3 separate regions of the Sus scrofa genome follow, and regions 1 and 3 are each linked to region 2. A link is a contact called in public Hi-C and HiChIP or PLAC-seq data. All regions are on one chromosome and are shown on one strand. The core of a region is the stretch at or near the end of the contact, and the rest is flanking DNA. Distances in the headings are between cores, read along the strand shown. Region 1 holds the start of RNF44 (RING finger protein 44). Region 2 holds the start of UIMC1 (ubiquitin interaction motif containing 1). Region 3 holds the start of TSPAN17 (tetraspanin-17).

Region 1 (4,415 bases), core at 1,856-4,355, 480 kb after region 2:
CAAAAATAAATGGGACCTACTTAAACTTCAAAGCTTTTGCACAACAAAAGAAACCATCAGCAAAACAAAAAACAACCTACAGAATGGGAGAAAATCTTTGTAAATGAGGTGACTGACAAGGGATTAATCTCCAAAATGTACACGCATCTCATACAGATTTACACACAAAAAAAACTTTTTAAATGGTCAGAAGGTCTAAACAGACATTTCTCCAAAGAAGACAGACAGATGGCCAAAAGTAACATAGAAATATGTTCAACATCACTAATTATTAGAGGAATGCAAATCAAAACTACAATGAGGTATCACCTCACACCAGTCAGAATGTCCATCATCAAAAGTCTACACACAATAAATGCTGAGAGGGTGTGAAGAAAAGGAAATATAAGCTGGTGCAACCACTATGGATAACAGTACAGAGGTTCCTTAAAAAACTAAATAAATATAGAACTACCATATGGTCCAGCAATCCCACTCCTGGGCATGTTTCTGGAGAAAACCATAATTTAAAATGATACTTGCACCCCAGTGTTCACTGCAGCATTATTTACAATAGCCAAGACATGGAAGCAACCTAAATGTCCATCACAGAGGACTGGATAAAGAAGATGAGGTACATATATACAACGGAATACTACTCAGCCATGAAAAAAGAAAGAGTCGTTTGCAGCAACATGGATGTCACTAGAGATTATCAAACTAAGTGAAGTAAGTCTGACAATGAAAGGCAAACCTCATATGATACCACTTATCTGTGGAATCAAAAAAGAGGATACAAATCAACTTACAAAACAGAAATAGACTCAAAGATTTTGAAACCAAATTTATGGTTATTGAAGGGGAAACATGGTAGGGAGAGGGATAAATTAGGGAGCTGCAACTGACATATGCACACTACTATATATAAAATAGATGGGTTTAAAAAAAAGAATTTAGGGAATTCCCGTCCTGGCTCAGGGATTAACGAATCTGATTAGCTCCATTAGGACGCAGGTTCGACCCCTGGCCTTGCTCAGTGGGTTAAGGATCTGGTGTTGCTGTGAGCTGTTGTGTAGGCCAGCAGCTGCAGCTCTGATTGGACCCCTAGCTTGGGAACTTCCATATGCCACAAGTGTGGCCCTAAGTAAATAAATTAATTAAATTAAATAGATGGGTAAAAAGGATGTACTACAATAGCATAGAGTAACCTACTCAATACTGTATAATAACCTATATGGGGAAAGCATCTGAAAAAGAATGGATATACGTATAATTGTTTTACTTTGCTATACACCTGAAACTAGCACAACTAGCACAACTTTGTAAATCAACTATACTCCAATAAAATTAAAACAAACAAACAAAAAAAAACTTCTGGAGTTCCCTGACAGCCTAGTGGTTAAGGATCTGGTATTGTCACTACTGTGGCACAGGTTCAGTCCTTGGCCTAAGAACTTCCACAATGCCATAGCTACAACCAAAAAAAAAAAAAAAAAAAAAATACTGACTTCCAATTATAAGATGAGTAAGTTCTGGTGATCTAATGAACAGCAAGGTGGCTAGAGTTAATATTGTATCTATCTTATGCTTGAAAGTTGCTGTGAGAGTGGAGCTTTAATGTTCTCATGGCAACAACAACAACAAAATAGTAACTGTGTAGGTGAAGGATGTTAACTAATCTTATTTTGGGAAACATTTTACAATACATACATGTATTGAACAATACTGTATACCTTAAACTTACATAATGTTATATGTAAATTAGATTGCAATAAAGTTGGGGGTGGGGAGGACAGACAAATGCAACAGATTGGATCTCAAAAACTTGATGCAGAAGGAAAGAAGACAGAATTTATACAGCCAGCCATTCCATTGACACGAAGTTCTAAGCACAGAAAACAAATCTACAGTGATAGGAACCAGATCAACAGTTAACATCCGGAGGAAGCTGATTTGGAGGGGCCAAGAAGGAACTTTCTGGAGTGACTGAAAATATTCTAGATCTTGACTGGATTTTTGTTAATACAGAGGTATACATTTATGAAGACTGCACTAAGCTATACGCATGAGACTTTTGCATTTTACTGTACAGTTACAAAGTACATCCTGAATTAGGCTTTAATGTAGTTCCTATTTTAAAAAGAAAGAGAAAACAAAACAAAACAAAACCATTTATTTAAAGGATGAGCCAGAGTGAGGCAGAAAGCAGGCTCTGGATATCGGACCTGAGAAGAAATCCTGGGCCCTGTCACTTCCTAGCAAAATCCTTTCAGCTCGCTATGCTTCAGGGTTCAAATCTACAAAAGAGGGACAATAAAAATATTTCTTCACTGGGTTGCTGGACATTAAGGTAACAACTAAGTTAATTTATGTTAAGCACTTAGAACATTGCTTAGCACATGGGAAGAGCTCAACAAATATAAACTTTAAAAAATAAGTCGGCTTCGAGGCAGCGGGCTTAAAACAGCCCTCCTCAGAAGTGCCAAGTTCTAGGTTGAGAAAAAGGGTCCTCCTGGCGCCAGCCTCTGAGAGTCAAGACATGCAGAGACTACAATTCCCGGCAAGACCCTGCGGGAGTGGGGCGCGCTGGGAGTCGTAGTCCTCTCGGGCTAATTATACCCACGGATGCAGGCTGCTGGGATCCCCTCTGGGACTGCGGATGCCTGGCCTGAACAAGTATCGGCTGTGGTCCAGGCTCTAGCGATGGATATAGGCGTTCTTTTGTCACTAGAGTCTCCCTACCTCTGGAAGGCGGTATTATCGCTTCCATTTCACAGACCGAGGAAACTGAAGCTCAGAGAATGATTCATAGTGAGAAACCAAGCTTTGCGGGCCCCAGTCTTTGCTCTTTGTATATCGATACCTGACTAACCCACAAAATTCCGAGGCTTGGGGGAGCAGAAAAAACTGTCCGCGAAGCGAAGGTTCTTTAAACGGCCACGGAGTCATTATTATCTTTCCTATTTAGTCACACATCCAAGGTCACACGGGTAATAAGGTGGAAGCTGGTCTGTCAGGCCCTGGACGCTTCGTCCTTGCGCGCCCTTTGCGGCTGGACACCGAATGGGCGTGGCCGAATCACGCCCCGCCTCCTCCCACCCTCCGCTCCCGCGCGTTTGGTGTAGTCCAGGTACTTCCACACGCGCGCGCGGGAGCGAGGGTAAAGGTACGCAGCTGGTGTGGGCTCCGCGCGCGCGCGGGCGCGCGCGCCCAGGTGAAGAAGTCCGTGGACGGTTCCACTGTGTGGGGCCTGTGAGGCCTGAGGGGCTGCCGCGGCCGGCGGCGTTCGAGCCGTAGCGGGACCGGGACCCCCGGCTGCAGCGGGAGCGACGCGCCGGCCGCTCGGTGGGGGTGGAGCCCCGTCGCGGCCCCAGGTAACCCCCGGCCTGAACCCTACGCCGTGCTCCCCAGGCGCGGGGCCAGCGAGGACGGAGCGATAGGGGGCGGCCGCGGGCTGGCAGGGTAGCGCAGGGACTTCCAGTGAGGCCGCTGCCTGCCTCCGCAGGGCCACAGCTCGTTGTCTCCGAACCTGGCGCCAGAGCCCCTTCGCCCGCCAGGTCCAAGTGCCCCAGTATGCGGAGCGCCTGGGAACAGCAACTCCCAGCGTGCCCTGCGTCCCGCGCATGCCCCTCTCACATCCGCTGGCGGGTTTCGGCTTCGGCTGGGGCCCTGGCGTCCAGGCAGAGCAGCAGCTCTTTGGTCTCGTCACGTCTGTCCCAAACACTTTTCCAGTGCTCCATGTCCCAGCCCCTGAAATCCAGAGCGACCCGAACCCTGCCCCGGAGTGGCTCTGCCTCTGAGGAACAGACCACAGCATGCCAGCTGCGTCGTTACTACTTTGAGGGTGTAGAAAGGTGGGCGTTCCAGAGGGTCTGTGTCTTGCCAAGGTCACACAGCTGAGGGCCTTTGAGCCCGAGTGGAGATGTTGCCGGGGGCCTAGAAGGCGATGTGGGCGTAGGAAGCTGGCCTTGGAGTAGGCAAGACACTTAAGATGGAGGGAAAACGGAGAATTCGATTGGACTCATCTCTCTGGATTTGCCAGGCTCCCCCACTCTCGCAGCCCCCGATTTTCATCTTTGGATGATGTGACAGTACCTGCTCCTTCCTCTGCAGACCCTCTGAGATCCAGTGGTGAGACCTACACAGGGGAGGGAGTCAGATATGGGAGCCCCTCCCAATGCCATACCCTCAAACCTCAAGCATTCAAGTTCAGACCCTGACCCAGAAAGTTAGGCAGGTACCACAGAAGGTTCACACACAGTCAGAGCCACTAATGACTCACTGAGGTAGGTACAGTCACTCCCATTTTACACCTGGGCAGACTCACAGAGGCGATGACTTCCTCAAGGTCACCAAGATGTTGAAAGGCAGAGCCAGGGTCCAAGCTCAAGTGGGCTGGCTTCAGAGGCTCTGTTTTTAACCATCGTTGTATGCCT
Region 2 (4,528 bases), core at 1,588-4,087:
ATCTAGAATGTGAAGTACAGGGTTAATTTTCACAAGGTCAGTGAAGCAGAGCCAGTAAATCTAGCCTTATCAATAACTAAATCAAATGTGAATAGTCTAAATAGCCCACTCAAAAGGCAGAGATTATTAGAGGATTAAAAAAAGCAAGATCTATTCAATGAAAGTCTATTTAGCAATAAAAGGAATGAAGTTTTAATACACACTACAATTTGGCTTAACCTCAAAATATGCTGAGTGACGGAGTTCTGTGGTGGCTCAGTGGGTTAAGGATACAGCGCTGTCACTGCTGTGGCTTGTGTAGCTGCTGTGATGCGGGTTCAATCCCTGGCCCAGGAAATTCCACATGCCACAGGCACGGGCAAGACAAACCAAAACCAAAACCAAACATATTGAGTGAGAGAAGCTAAATGCAAAATACTACATATATATGATTCCATTTATACGAAAAGTCCAGAAAAGGCAAATTTACAGAGACAGAAAAAAACTAGTGGTTGCCTACAGGAGGAGGTGAAAGTGAAGATTTAATGTAAAGCGGCACAAAAGAACTAACTGGAGTGACAGAAATATTCTAAATTAGATTAGTGCCATACAACCCCATAGTTTTACTAAAAATCACTGAATTGTACAGTTATTTTTTTTTTTTTTGTCTTTTGTCTTTTGTTTTGTTGTTGTTGTTGTTGTTGTTGTTGCTATTTCTTGGGCCACTCCCGCGGCATATGGAGGTTCCCAGGCTAGGGGTCCAATTGGAGCTGTAGCCACCGGCCTACGCCAGAGCCACAGCAACGCGGGATCCGAGCCGCGTCTGCAACCTACACCACAGCTCACGGCAACGCCGGATCGTTAACCCACTGACAAGGGCAGGAACCGAACCCGCAACCTCATGGTTCCTAATCGGATTCGTTAACCACTGCGCCACGACGGGAACTCCTGAATTGTACAGTTATAATGGGTGAATTTTATGGTAGGTAAATTATAACTCAATGAAAGTGCTAAGAGAAAAAACAAAAAACCAAGTTGAGTAGGACTTGGTATTACAGGTTATCTACCTAGACCTCAGATAAATTATTGGACAAAGTGAGGAAAGGAGAGAAATGTTCAAAGTGACAGTGTGCACACACAGACAGTTCACTTTTCAGCACACAGATGCTGTGTTCTCTGCTTCAGGGTATGCCTTCTCTGTTCCTTGAGGACAAAGGTCACTTCCTCTTTGTGCACCTTCAACTCTTAGATATTCCTCTTTAGTGCATCCACTACATTATACTGCAACTGTTTTGGTGTCTGCTTCCTGGACTAGACTACAAGCTCCTCAGGACAAGGACAGTATTTTCCTCATCTCTGTGGCTCTGAGGACAGCCAGTCTTGAGAACAGAGCAGGTGTCAGTGAATGTCAAATGAATGAAAGGAAAATTGCTGAGGTTGAGGGCGGAGGAGAGGCAACTTTGTGCTAAATACATTTGAATGTATGAGGATGAAGGAGACAGGTGCTCTATACTAATTTAAGAGTCAGACTGGACTAAGAAATATTCATCAGGGTATAGGTCTGCATACCACTCCAAATTTAAACATCTTCCTAGACAAAAATTCCATTTATCCCAGGGCAATCAGTTCACAAGCAACATATTTACTTTCCAAAATTAGTCTGCTCAGCAAGTAAACAAGCCTTTAGAGAAATCTGATTTCCCTGCAGATTACCTGACAGGATTAGCACAAAGGCCCAGTTTGTGTACTTCTGGGTTAGTTAAGCAGATAGCTCTGCTGACTGTGAAGGGTGTCACATAGCAGGGTCAGGGCAGCTTTTTCCATCCTCCTTTTTCTACTCCATCTTACTCAGTGCCAAGTCAACCTGGGAAGCTTCAGTCCAGAAGTGGCCCCCTGGGTAGCCTTGTGTATCCTGTTCTCCACAACACTGGGATACAAAGAAGCTGGAGTCAAAGTATATCCTGGTCAGGTTCTCAGGCTCCTGGCCCACATCTCTGAAAAGGGACCCAGCTGGTGGAGACAAGAGATATCAAGAAGCAGGGGGTAGGCCAGGGCTCGGTCACCAAGTCCAGGAAGGACAATGGTGTAAGGCCTTCTAGGGCCCTCGGAAGTGTAGGGCATGAGAAGGGAGGCAAGAGACACTAGGACCGGGAAACCTGGAGATTGGTATAGTGAAAGGGCTAAGAGTCTGGCCAGGCGAGGAAGGTTCTGCAGATCTGAGACGGTGATGACGGCACGCCCAGATGATTCCAGTCCTGGAGTTTAGGAAGATATGCGCTCTGGTGCATGAAGAAGGCGGGGGAAAGAATCCCACGCCCGAGCATGAAAAGGCCCTTGATCATTTGCACGCGATTCTTGGGGTGCCGCGGTCTCGATTTTCAGTGGAGCTACCCACGGCGCTCGGGCCCAGGTGGGGTGCACGAGTCAAGGGAGTCCCGGGGCGCGTCGCGCAAGGGGACAGGTCGGGCGCCAGGGGGTGTGACCGTAGACCCGGGGGCTGATCCGCATTCTCGCCCCGCGCTTCCGCCACTCCCGAGGAAATGAACAGGCGGGCGAGGGGATTCCTGCCTCTGAGACCCCCGGACTCACCTGCCTCCCTCCCCACTGGTTGGGCCCCGGACACTGCTTCCCAGAGGCGGCGCGCCCTCTCGCGGTCGAAGCGCAGCGCATCCAGCTCCCGGCCCTCCCGCTCCTCCGAGCTGTTGTATAGCTGGGCCACGCCGCTGTCCGCTGCTTCCACTGAGCCCAACGCGGGATACTCCATCTTCCCCGCAAGCTCTAACCTGCCGATAGCCGCTCAGGAACGTGGGTCTCGCGAGATGTGGGTGGGAGGGTGACTTTGCCCGGCCTACAAATCTCGCGAGGTTTGGGCACCGCAGACTACGTTACAGTGCGGGAGAGCGGCTACCTTTTCAACGCTGCTGCTCGGACATCGGAGGTTGTGAGTGGAGTTGGTCGCGGCTTCCACGGCAGCCCCCTCCCTCCGGGACAGGCTCGTGCAGTCCTTGGCTCAGGTTTCTCACATTGCTCACGGTCAGCTTTTGACACTTCTCGTTTCATACTCATGAAAGCCCTGTTATGTGGGAATATATTTGTTTCACTAGTAGGGAAACTGAGGCCCAGAACTTAAAAATGGCTTACTCAAGAGTTCGTTCCTAGTAAGTGGTAGAGCTGGTTGTCCATTTCCATGATTCGATTACTATTAATATTACATACCATTTGAGTTCCAGGTACTAACCCCCAGCCTAGTCTTCCTGCTAAACTGTACTCCAACGTAACTGTCACAAGCTGAAATTTATTCCAACCGCTGCGTCTGCTCCTTCTTCAGTCTTTCCGAGCACTCTCTCGCGCGACAATTATTTTAGCATCCTCACCGGCCCTTTCGTTTATCCCTCAGGTATTCTCCCAAAACAGCAGCGCCAGAGATCCTCTTTTATTTTATTTATTTATTTATTTTTGTCTTTTAGGGCCACACCTGCTGCATATGGAAGTTCCGGGGTTAGGGGTTGAATCAGAGCTGCAGCTGCAGCTGCTGACCTACGCCACAGCAACTCAGGATCTGAGCCGCTTGTGCGACCAACGCCGCAGCTCACAGCAACACTCGATCCTTAACCCACTGAGCGAGGCCAGGGATCAAATCCGCATCTTCATGGATCCTGATCAGGTTCTTTTTCGCTGAGCTACATGGGGAACTCTCAGAGATCCTCTTTTAACAAGCCACATGGTGGCACCCCGGCGCTGAAATTCTCCAAAACCTTCCTATCTTACTCTTTGTAAAAGTCGAAGTCCTTGGTTTAGCCAGTAAGGCCTATACAGTATGACTTCTCTTAACCTCCCTGACCTCATCTCCTGTTGTGTTAGCTTCCAGCCCCTTCATTCCTGTCCCAGTTATCCTGGCCTTTTCCCCATATAGCCTTGTGGCTCTTCTCTTTATTTCCTTCTCTGGCTGTCCTAGCTGAAATTTTGCCCCTCCACATACACTTCATATCCTCCTTTCCTGCTTTTTTTTTTTCTCCTTAACACTGACTGTTATCAGATATGGTATTGTTTTAATCTTGTTTATTGTTTCCCCACTAGAAGGCATGCCCCAGGAGAGCAGAGATTTTTGTTTATTTTGCTCTCAGCTGAATCCCCAGCATCTTGAAATAGAGCCTGAATCTTCATAGGTACATAGTATATATTTTTTCAATAGTGAAACTTTTGATATAAAGTTATTTCAAATGCTTATTGAGAATTTACTATGAGCTAGATGTTGTTTTGGGCATTGGAATACAGTGGTGCACAAGATAGATGCGGAAGCTCTATCTTGCTTTTTATTCTAGTGAAGGAAAGTGTAATAAGTCAACAGATAGTGCTAACTGCTAAGGAGAAAATAAAACAGGAACACACATTGGGTGAATGATATGGGAGGAACATTAGTCAAAGTGGTCAGAGAAAGCTTCTGAAGAAATAGTTGACCTAAGACCTGATTGGTAAGAAGGGGACACCATGCAAAGAACTGGGGAGGAATGTTCCAGGAGAGGAAATAGATGCAACGGTAGGAGTGAGC
Region 3 (4,175 bases), core at 1,615-4,114, 380 kb after region 2:
CAGACCTCCCCCTCCCACCTGCTTTCTCCACAGCCCCCATCCCCCCGCAGCAAGCACAGAGCCTCAGTCAACTCCACTCCTGAACAGCCACCTTTAGCTCCTTCCCCTCTCTGACCTCAGGCTCCTCCCACTGCTGTACTCTTTTCTAGAAATATTTTTCCTTCCTTCCCCTACACTGGATCTGGGATGTGAAACCAAACACCACTTCTGCCTCATCCCACTTGATCCACCCACAGCCTTCAGAGAGGGAAGGATCACGATCACTACTTTATCTTTCCTGAATTTCTCCATGGTTAATGCAAGGCCATTCCTCCCTCCCGCCCCTTTTCTCAGCCTCCTTCCTACAAAGCTCTGCTTCACCTGCGCAACTGTGCACATGGCTACTCCCTCCCCCACCAGGTTCCCCCTTTGGCCTCTACCCTCTCCTCTCACTCACCTTTCACGCCATCATGACACTGGCATCTCATGATCTCCACCTGAACCTCTCCCTGGCTCTAGAGCCCTTCATCCCCCTGCCTGCTGCAAACACTTCCACATTCCAGGCTCCGTTCCAAGTGCCAGATATACATCAGTGAATAGGACACATGAGCTCTCAGCCCTCATGAAGTTTACACTCCAGTGGGGAAATCCACAGTGAACAAGCAAGGTAATTTCCAATACCAACAGAGCCTTTAAAGAAATCAAACAGGGTGATGCCATGGGGAGTGACTGGGGTGGTGGGAACGTGGTGATGACATTTTCAATGAGGTCTGAGTGATGGAAAGGCGTATTGAGGAGTAGAGAATTCCAGGCAGAAGGACTGGCAAAGGCCTTTAAGATCGTGTTTGGTGAAGCAAGAGACAAACTGAACAGGTAGCAGGGCCAGACCCCACAGGGTATTGTGGGCCACAGGGAGGAGTCTGGACTGTATTCTAGCGAGAAAAAAATGGCAAGGTTTAGCAGGGTGACATCAGGGTCTGCTTTCAACTAAAACAAACAAGCAAACCCCTGGGCCTGTTTCACAGGTACCTCCTTCAGGCCACCTTGATCCAAACCCAAACCCCCAAGGGGCCTCGTCCTGGAAATGAGGCCTCATAACTCCCCCTGGAGCCTTCCTCCTCGCTCCCACCCACCCCAGCTTTGCACCAGCCCTCCTCCCTGGTCTCCTTACCTCCAAGCCCTGCCCCTCACTCACCCATGGCAGCCAGACACATCTGCCTCCAGTACAAAAGCTAGAGCAGACCCATCACCCAGCACCAAAGCCCTCAGTGTTCCCCACTGCCCTGAACATAAAACACAAACTCTCTGCCAAGTCCTGGGGTTTTTCACACTCTGGCTCCTCAGCCTCTTAAACAAGTCTGGATCACTCATACCTCTCCCCCCTTGACATCTGGGGGCTCCCTGTCACCTTGGCTCTGCACTTACTGGTTCTGTGAGTCTGGGTTAAGTGACTTAACCTCTCTGTGCCTGTTCCCTTGCCTGTAAAATGTAGATCATAATAAAGTAGCTGCAAGAATACAGTAAGTTATAATTCACTTAATCTGCTTGATAGCCCTGAGGGACAGACTTCATTTTTCACCCACCCGCTGGCCGGGAAGCTGAGGCCCAGAGAGAAGTAACTTGCTCACAGTGTCACAGCTAGGCCTGCTGCACCCAGAGTCCCAGACTGCCCCCTCCAGTGCTCTTTGCACATGGCCCCCACCCTTGAGATCTAGGCACTGCTGAGGCCAAGGGACAACCACACTTCATGAGTGGCATGTGGGTAGAGGGTAGTGCCACTGAGTCCTGCTGAACTAAAATGAATGGGCCTGGCATTCTGACCCAAGGCAACAGAAGCAGAGACTGCAGAGGCAGCAAGTAGCCTTGGAGAGATGGGATGGGGGAGGGAAAAGGGAAAGATGACTTGGCAGGGCCCAGGGGCACAGATGCCACCCTGGGAGGGGCACCAGCAGCTCCCTTCTCCAGACAGGGGCAGCCTGGCTCCAAAGCCTAGGTTTGGTCAGCAGTGGAATGTTGAAATCTGTTCCCCAGGGCTGGCTCTCCTGGCTTCTCATCAGGGGATATCCCACTGGCCCTGGCTGAGAACTAGGGCGATTGGCCCTCCCTGACCACAAGCCTCTTAGTTGGGGGACGGGAGGAGGTTTTGACCTAGCCCTCTTTGTAGGAGCTTAAGGCAAAGCAGCAGGCCCAGGTGCTGGAAAGGTAAAGTGGCAGGGGAGTGGATCCAACCATGGAGGCTCTCCTCCCTATGAGCAAAACCAGGGGTGGGGCCCTGTGCACCCCCCACATCCCAGAGTAGCAAGGGGGCTGGTAGGGATAGGAGGCCACCTGCACCAAGCGTGGCCGTGGGGGTCCTCAAGGACCCTGTCTCTGTCAGGTCTTAGGAAGACCCCGGAAGACTACCCCTCCCCGCCCAGTACCGCAGTGGCTGAGACCCGCCCCCTGCAATCCAGGCCTCAACGCAGTTCCTTCGGGTGGTCCTGGGGGTGGGTGTGGAGGTGGGAGTGGGAGGAAAGAGTGGGGAGACGGTCCCAAGTCCTTGTGGCAGAGCGCGGTCTCCCCCTAGTAAGGGCCTGAGCCCCCTTCTCCTGGCATCCCCAGCACAGGGCCCAGAACCCACCCAGCGCTCACCCAGAAGACGATGTTGAAGCCAAACAGGAAGTATTTCCCGCAGCAGCCGACCTCGGGTTCCTGGAAGTGCTGGTGCTTGCCGGGCATGGTGAGAGGCCGCCCGCCGGCCCGGGAACCGGAGCCGGGGGCTAGGCCCAGCCCTCCGCGGGCCGCCCTGGGCTAGAGCCGCCCGGGGCCTAGCCCGGCGGCTGCGGCTTCATGGCCTCTGCCGCACAGAGCGCCGGTCGGGCCCCGCCCTCCCAGCAGGGACCGCCCCTCAGGGACCGCCCCCGGCACCCGGACCGCCCCTCACTAGGTTCCCCCCAGAGCCCTGACTCTAGGCCTGCCTCCGCCTCCGCCCCCAGCCCTACTCTGCCACCCTCCACTTGGAGCCCCGCCCCTGGACCTCTCTCCAGGCCCGCTCCTGTAAGGCACCACCCCAGGCCCAGACCCTCCCCCACGACTCAGACCCCTCGGAGCTCCGCCTCTAGGCCTGACTCCGCCCCTTTGGCCGGCCGCTGCTGCGGACTCCCGCTTCAGACCCACCTGAGACACCTGCTGAGGGCGCCGCAAGCCGCAAGCTGGAAAGAGCCTCAATTCCTCCCACCTCAGTTCCTCCCATATCGCAGAGTTCGGTACCAGGGCCACCCCAATCCCCGGCTTTGCTGTCAATGCCCAACCCTGGAGAGGAGTAACCACTGCTCTCCTGAGCGAGTGGAGGATGGTAAAGGATGGCTATGTTGACGGTGTTTTTAGCACACATGCAGGATGTTTTATTACAGTGGAGTCGAATCACAAGCGCTTCTCATTGGACGAAATTCAGTTCTACTTCTTCTGGTTCAAACTCAGAAGTGATGACACCTGGGTCCTGTGAAGACTACACCTGTTGTTCCCCGCTGCTTCGGTTTTGCCAAGGGCATACACTGCATCTCCTGGGTCAAACCCCTTTGGTGGTTGACACCCACCCCCATTCCGCGTCTAACCCCTCTCCTCTGTACCAGCTTAGGCCCTACTCAGGCTGCTTGGTACCCAAGTTTTTCACAGGAGCCCTCTCAAGGCAGGACTGGAACAGATCAAGGTTTGGGGAAATCTTAATTTCAGAGCCCTCAAAATAATTTATTTTGTTTAAAAGTATTTATTTAGAATAGGTACAGAAAGGGGCTTAAGCTCCATCACCTTTCAGTTAATCCATGTCTAGTAGAAGGCCTGACCACCACGGCCTCCTCTCCTGGGTCAGGCCTTCATCCACCCCCACCCCCCATAAACTAGGAACCCATACTCAGCTGGCTGCTGGAAGGTGTGGGACACAGGGTGGGCTCCAAGGCTGCAAATCTCATGGAAGCAACCATGAAAGTTTTGAAAAAGCAGAATGATCACTCAAGAGACTCCCGTCCCTGAGCACTAGCTCTCAGGGTGTCAGTGAGCTCCCTCCCCCAAAATGGAAGAGTCTGGCCCTCAGGCCACCTGGCCTGCTTCCCCCAGGTAGGGGCACCAAGGAAGCTCTGGATCCTAGGATTTGCTCCTGTTATCTTTCCACCTGCAGATGAGCCCCCCACCCCGTGACTCACTTCACCCCAGTTTACCCA

What was found. Hi-C and Micro-C count contacts between places; a contact is called where the count stands out from the background. HiChIP or PLAC-seq counts read pairs in DNA pulled down with a chosen protein or histone mark.
Region 1: a contact with region 2 is called in a Hi-C map of epiblast stem cells, with 4 times the contacts expected there. The contact joins the promoter of RNF44 here to the promoter of UIMC1 in region 2. A contact is called at or near these places in 1 of 47 Hi-C or Micro-C datasets (epiblast stem cells) and 1 of 2 datasets of contacts at active chromatin or transcription factors (alveolar macrophages).
Region 3: an H3K27ac HiChIP or PLAC-seq map of alveolar macrophages shows a contact between it and region 2. The contact joins the promoter of TSPAN17 here to the promoter of UIMC1 in region 2. A contact is called at or near these places in 4 of 5 promoter capture datasets (fetal liver, fetal skeletal muscle, liver and 1 more), 27 of 47 Hi-C or Micro-C datasets (adipose tissue, alveolar macrophages, blood and 14 more) and 2 of 2 datasets of contacts at active chromatin or transcription factors (alveolar macrophages and skeletal muscle).

The regions. Positions count from the first base shown.
Region 1 is chr2:81,369,322-81,373,736 of Sscrofa11.1, forward strand. It overlaps RNF44 (RING finger protein 44), which reads left to right and starts at 3,106. Exons shown (of 11, transcript XM_013994879.2): 1 at 3,106-3,145.
Region 2 is chr2:80,892,794-80,897,321 of Sscrofa11.1, forward strand. UIMC1 (ubiquitin interaction motif containing 1) reads left to right here and starts at 2,838. Exons shown (of 15, transcript NM_001097447.2): 1 at 2,838-3,012. ZNF346 (zinc finger protein 346) reads right to left here and starts at 2,784. Exons shown (of 7, transcript NM_001244480.1): 1 at 2,569-2,784. The coding sequence starts at 2,743.
Region 3 is chr2:81,273,748-81,277,922 of Sscrofa11.1, forward strand. It overlaps TSPAN17 (tetraspanin-17), which reads right to left and starts at 2,865. Exons shown (of 9, transcript XM_021084419.1): 1 at 2,611-2,865. The coding sequence starts at 2,697. It overlaps EIF4E1B (eukaryotic translation initiation factor 4E type 1B), which reads right to left. Exons shown (of 7, transcript XM_021084422.1): 7 at 3,339-3,457. The coding sequence ends at 3,415.